2 separate regions of the Zea mays genome follow, and region 1 is linked to region 2. Evidence: chromatin contacts called from public Hi-C data. All regions are on one chromosome and are shown on one strand. Each heading gives the region's core, a stretch centred on a gene start, on an enhancer-like site or on the middle of the called end of the contact. The rest is flanking DNA. Distances are from core to core; before and after follow the strand shown. Region 1 has its middle 53 kb from the start of LOC100282648. Region 2 has its middle 180 kb from the start of LOC100282648.

The links. A called contact is a pair of places that touch in the nucleus more often than the background predicts.
Region 1: a contact with region 2 is called in a Hi-C map of bundle sheath, with 4 times the contacts expected there. The contact joins two enhancer-like sites. A contact is called at or near these places in 2 of 25 Hi-C or Micro-C datasets (bundle sheath and endosperm).

The regions. Positions count from the first base shown.
Region 1 is chr4:99,909,613-99,912,670 of Zm-B73-REFERENCE-NAM-5.0, reverse strand. No RefSeq gene overlaps it. Among protein-coding and RNA genes, the nearest start is that of LOC100282648, 53 kb to the right of the region's middle. Within about 2 kb of position 1,295, at least 18 of the 20 cell types and tissues checked have an H3K27ac peak or open chromatin away from gene starts, as enhancers often do. A contact at or near this core is called in bundle sheath and endosperm, where this site is marked.
Region 2 is chr4:99,676,048-99,679,312 of Zm-B73-REFERENCE-NAM-5.0, reverse strand. No RefSeq gene overlaps it. Among protein-coding and RNA genes, the nearest start is that of LOC100282648, 180 kb to the left of the region's middle. Within about 2 kb of position 1,747, at least 18 of the 20 cell types and tissues checked have an H3K27ac peak or open chromatin away from gene starts, as enhancers often do. A contact at or near this core is called in bundle sheath and endosperm, where this site is marked.

The sequences.
Region 1 (3,058 bases), core at 46-2,545, 230 kb before region 2:
TTTTAGAATTAATCTAGAAGTTTATAATCATAGGTTCATTTTGACCCACTAAATAAATAATAGAAACTTTCTAAACACAGAATTAGTAAGTGGTATAGAATTCATAATAATACAAATATTATAGTCTAATCAGTGGTTTAATTTGTTATTAAATGCTTTGACCTCTGATTATTATAATGACCTTTTCTTTTAGAAAGAAAATATAAAAGTAAAAGGAAATCATTATTCATAATAGAAATAATTAATTGATAATTAATTTATTTCTGTAGAATTGGTTAAGTCATTACATCTAAGCTATGTTATGTAAAATACTTTTGTAGTCAAACATCCGTATAACTTTCCCTAGTGACAATCCAAAATAGAGTTATAAGGGATTAATAAAATGAGTACGAATTAGGTTTTATTCTAAGCACTATCTTAAGTATGGTTTATATGGTATATGCTTGTTCATGTAATGGTGAATGTTATTTATGTAACGGTGTATGTTTATTTATTTGGTGAATGTTTTCTTTTGTATGTACGATATGTGAATCTATATTAGAAGCTGACTATGCGGTAGAAGAACCGAATACGTTCGAAGACGACCCGCAGGACACGTTTGAGCAAGGAAAGTGGATTCTCCCTATGCATTTTTGTTTGTATCCAAGTAATACATATAATAATGTTTACTTTTTGAATATTTGCATAATTTGATGGGATGTAACACCAAAAAATCCTTTTTAGGAAAAATTATCATAAGATCTAAATAGATGTGTTTTCTAATTAAGGGATTAAATAAAATATCATCATAGGGATAAGTAATCTAAAGATTTAAAATAAAATATCTTCTAATCAAGAATTCACTCTTGAAAGCATTGTTTTTTCTCAAGATAAATAAATGATAATCATTGATTTTTTTACCTAGACAATACAAAATAGTTTTTTTAAATAGAAACTTTGTGTGTGTGCACCACATACTTATATCATTGAATCAAATAAATACATGTAATAAATATTGCATCTCATGTTGGAGTTGTTTGAGTATTTAGAAGTTGATATTCAAACTTTGGTTGAGTTTGAACTTTGGTTTGAAACTAAAATTTTGAAATAGAAGACAGAAAATAAAAAAGAAAAGATATAAACTCCTGTCGAGCCCGGCTTCTCCCCTGCTTGGCCCAAATGCGCACCCACACACCTCGCATGCACACAATCACCATGGCGCTGGCGGCTGGGCCGAATTACTATCCCACGCGGTCTGTGTGACATAAACCCAACCGCACTCACCTCGCTGACCGCTGGGGCCGCACCGCCAGGTCTGATGACCGCACACTCGCATGTGGAGCCTATGACACCGGCGCGTGGGCCCTGCCTTGTCAACACCCCCGTAGCAATCTCAACAAACCCCGCTGTCGCCAACTCACCAGCACTAATCCATTGACCTCGTGGGACCGCTGGTCGAGTCGATCTCATGCTCGCGCGCTCCCCTGCAAACAGCCCAACGACCTTCGTGCATGCCGCACCCGCGCGCGGCCTGCTGACCGTGTTTGGTTGACTGCTGCCCATGTACAGCTGCAGCCGCGGATCCGTAAAATGTTTGTCGTTTGGTACACTTGTCTACGGATGCAGGTTCATCAGATGCAAATATTGACTCTTGGCCAGGCCAGCGCCATACGCCTGTGACGCACGCACGTACGCGCGCGCTCAGGCTGGACTCATCCGGTCGCTGCATGCGGCACTTAAAATGAGAATGTTTATTGGTTTGTTTTTCTATTGTATCTTCTAGTTAGAAAAATTATTCAACAAGTCGATTTTATATTTATGTTCCTAAAAATTTTGTGAACAAAATTAGACCAGTCATACTATATAATATTCAGAGGTTTATTTATACACTCTTCTCTAATAGACGTCCTAGTGCAGACAACCAAACAAAATCTGTATCTAGTCTGTACTAGTCTGTACAAACAACCAAACAAAAATATCAGCATGAACTCATCACGGTTCTACCAATACTGGTTGGGCTCATGTCGGTCTGGTTCGAATTCTACGGCAACCAAACACATGGATACTGGGTGCGTTGCTGCCCCGTGAGAGAGAGGTAAACTCATGCCAAAGCCACTGCAGTGCTCGCCAGGGAGGTAATGCTTGTCGGGGCTGGTCGTTCTAATCAGACATTGCCGATGGCCATCATCTCGGCCACCATATTGATCTCTGGTAAATCACCTTCATGTGAGTCTTGTACCCGTGTAACCTACACCTAGCTCGGTGGTTGGTCACCTGATCGCAGTGGGCCCTGGTCACCTGTGTGCTCATCGCCGTGGGGTGGCTACCGACGTAGGGCGGCCATGAAGAGAGAGAGAGAGAAAGGGTAATAGGAGGGCGCAAGGAGGAAGATACGTAGGGGGCGTCGGATCTGGGGCATGTGATGTGGATTAGAGTGTACCGACGCGTGCTTGGCGTCGTTGATCCGGCAATGGGCGGTCAAGATTAGAAGTAGATAACTCTTCGGGCTCGTCAATTCTGGGTCGTCAATCGGGGATCGAAAGGCTGAAGCTAACTTGCGATGTGGGCGATCTTTGGTCCACGGATTTCGGATCTAACGACCATCGCTCCATGTCGAATCAATGAGGGTGGCGAGTTAAGTTGATCCGTGGGTTGCAGATTGTGTGGTTCTCTTGCGATGATACCCCTTCGCGTGGCAATATTTCAAAAGAGTCCTTATGAATATTTGAAAACAACCCGCACTCCAGTCATATGTATACGGGCTCACGGATTCTTGCAAGACAGACCCTGATCTTCTTATAAATGATGGTCGCCGTCCCTGACTATGGGATAAATAAATAGAATGAATTATATAAGCTAGAAAATCCTTGAAAATGAACGGATCGTATAAGAATAATCCTAGAATCATAGAAAATTCATATCTCCTAAGTTTAGCTCTGATTTGATCCATTCCAGTTGCATTAATCTCATATTAATATTCTTTATCATCTAGTAACTTTATTTTGTCATGAAATCTAGGATAAAATTATGCACTTAAGTTCTTGTGTACCCCACACTTAAATCTTCAGAAAATCATAAC
Region 2 (3,265 bases), core at 498-2,997:
CCAAAGGATGCACAAGTTATTTGAGTGTCTTTTGTTAACTATTTATTCTTGTTAAGCAAAGTGTTCTCATGTGATGGTAAATAAATATAACACCCACTTAAAAATAAGAAAATAACCTTTCTCTTTTTTGTATTATTTTTTTACAAATTGGGTATCACAAGTTGATGTCCTCATCACTTCTATTCGTAGCAATACATACAAATAGACAGAGAGTACATAAAAATAACATTACACCAAATATGAGAACAAACAACGTAAGAAAATTCTACACCTTGCTACTAGATCGTAGGTTCAAGAACGACTAAAATCAGAGTTATGATTTAGAAAATATAGTTTTTCTAAAGTTTTAGGTGATTAAATGGTAATAATATCTTCTATGTAATAAATCATGTGAGTTTAAACATGTTACAAAGAAATAACTATTTCAACCTTAATCTAAATCATAACTTGATTTAATATCATACTTTATTTAGTTTATAATTATGGATAGATTACCTTTGATTAGAAAGGTTAATTTACTATACAAGTAAATAATTATCTAATTATAAAGTTATGTGATATAACAAAATAATGTATGCTATTGTGTAGATGATTTTATTACGAACCTATCGCAATTGGAACGGATTAAATCAGAGTTAAAATAGAGAAGATACGAACTTCCTAAGATTTTATACTTATTTTTACACTTCCTATTTTCCAAATTTATTTTGGGTATTTTAAGATTCCCCGGACTACGGCCATTATTTTGTATAAGCTTGGGGTGAAAATCGTAAAATTTGGGACCTATATGTAATGGATTTCCTACTGGAGTGGATGGCGGGTTGAATCATAGAAACCACAGGGTCTATTTAGCAACAGAAGCACGACGAAGGGGTACGCAGATTCGCAGTTGTCCGATCTAACTCTAATGGTCTAGATTAGATCGAGACATATCTGAACCGGTGAACAACACTGGTCATTTGATTTCGGATCTACGATCAAAAGACCATCCACGCCACGAGCTAAACCTGATTCGATTCTTTGCCGATCTGTGGCTCAGATTTAAAAACGCGAAAGGGTACACATGTGTCCTAATCCACGCCGTCCAAACCTAGATGAACGGCCATCATCTTTCTTCCTCCTCTGAACCCAACACGGCGGCGCCGCCCAGCGATTACGATAGTTCCCCACTGGAGACGCGCTACTCGAGGCTCTGGGACTCAAAACCCCACGTCAATCGGTGCTATACGGGGCGGAAACTACTACAAATCTATGGGATAAGACCTCACCTGGCTTTGCGGTGCAGACTCCACTACCCACGATGGACAATGGCTCCGCGGCCCTCATGAACTTCGGTGAGAAATTCGTTGACCCAGGGCGCCCAGCCCACACCCCAGTGGTGCTATTACTTGAGGCGAACACAGGAGACCACATTTGATTGCTTCCCGAGGGCTAAGCGACACCACAAGTCAACATCACTGGCCACGGTTCAACTTTATCACGGTAATGGTGGTCTGGCTCTCGAACCCTATTTTCATGGTGGTGGCGATATTCGACGGGATCCCACGGTAACTTGTTGGATGGACAACGGGTATAGGTGCACGGTATTTATACCTAAGCAAGGAAGATTACATGGCTCGGGGATCCCGGTTGCGACTGGTTCAGCGAAGTCCATTGGAGTTTGTTACAACACCCAGCTTGGGGAGGACGACAGCTGGCATCCTGGTCCCACGGGTCGGTGACGAGACGAGCTAGTGCGAGGGGGTGACGTTCGGGCCAGAGTGACAGCGGCCCAATGCCCCGCGCGTGCAATAGGGTGAGCGGGCTCCCAACGGGCCCCGCATGCCGGCACCAAGGGCGAGGCGCAGACGCAAGCTGGCCTGAACCGAGCGATCAGGCCGAATAGGCCAGTTTCTAGTATCTCTTTTTTTGTTTTCTGTTTTCATTGTTCTATGTAGATTCTAGGTTAAATTTCAATTTCAAATATAAGTTAATCTCTCAAAATACACCAAAAAATAACTCCAGTATGGATGCATTACTATATATTTTATATACATATTTATTTATTATCCTATTTTTGCAAATGCTTCTAGCTATGTAGTTCGCACAAAGATAGTTTATTTTAGAGAAATAATTTTCTATTGTATAGTTTCTATTAAGGTATGATTTAACTTAAATTTCTTTAAGGAGTACCTATCAATGTATAGGTCACAAAGAGATAACTTCATTCACTTAGTGATCTTTTCATTTGTTCTTTTATTAGAAAAGATATTAATTTTGAGAGAAGTGACTTGAAAGTGAGAAAATCCTTATTAAGAGGTATTTTAGTTCAAATCCTTTCAGAGAGTTGTACTAGATTACAACTATAGGGTTTTGAGGTGTTACAATATAGTAACTGTCGAGTCTAGAACATAGAATTTGTTTTTAATTATACATAAAAGGAAATATAAGCTGAATATACAATAGTATTAGAGTTTCAACATCACATGTGGATAAGAAACTGCAACAAACAAGATCAAAAGTTCAAAGCTAAATTATAGATTTGTTACGGTACCTATAGTAGTGCAAGAAGAGCTAAACTAAAGGCATGTTCGTTTTAAATACAATTCAGATGGATTGGAGGGAATTGAGAAAGATTTGATCTCTTAAAAGTTAATATCCTTCTTAATACCTAATGATCCACTCCAGTCCACTTATATTAGAATCAAACGATATGGATTAAAACCCGTAGAGTTGTGGTGCAAATGGTGAAAGCACACATAGACGCTAACAAACAGAGCCTGGATGATTTAGTAGGCTAAGTAGATGAGGTAAAGGGATACTAGAGTATTTTATGCTACGAGGTGTCTGATTGCTTTTCTAAAAACTATGTTTCTAAACTATGGTATTTTTTGAGTATTAGAAACTTCACTCCAATCCAAAGATTTAATGACATGCCTAGCTTTTGTCTAAATATCATGGTTTACAATGTTATATCTAAATAATGTTTCCTAAAACTATGATATTCATGGAGCTAGCAAAACTATAGCATCATCATGATAATTGCAAAGTATAGTATTATAAAACCATAGTTTCGAGAAACATTGTTGCCAAATAGATCTTGATTATGTATAATTTTGTTTATTTATAAGTTTCATAATTAGATTTAGTGGAGTGGAACGACGACGGATGGAGGGCCATGGTCATCAGACTCTAGGTCCACCGGTGCACGTCGAGGCATAAGGGTTTGTTTGGATGCGTCGTGATTGCAGGAGATTGAGGGGCGTATCCCCTTCAATCCTCATAC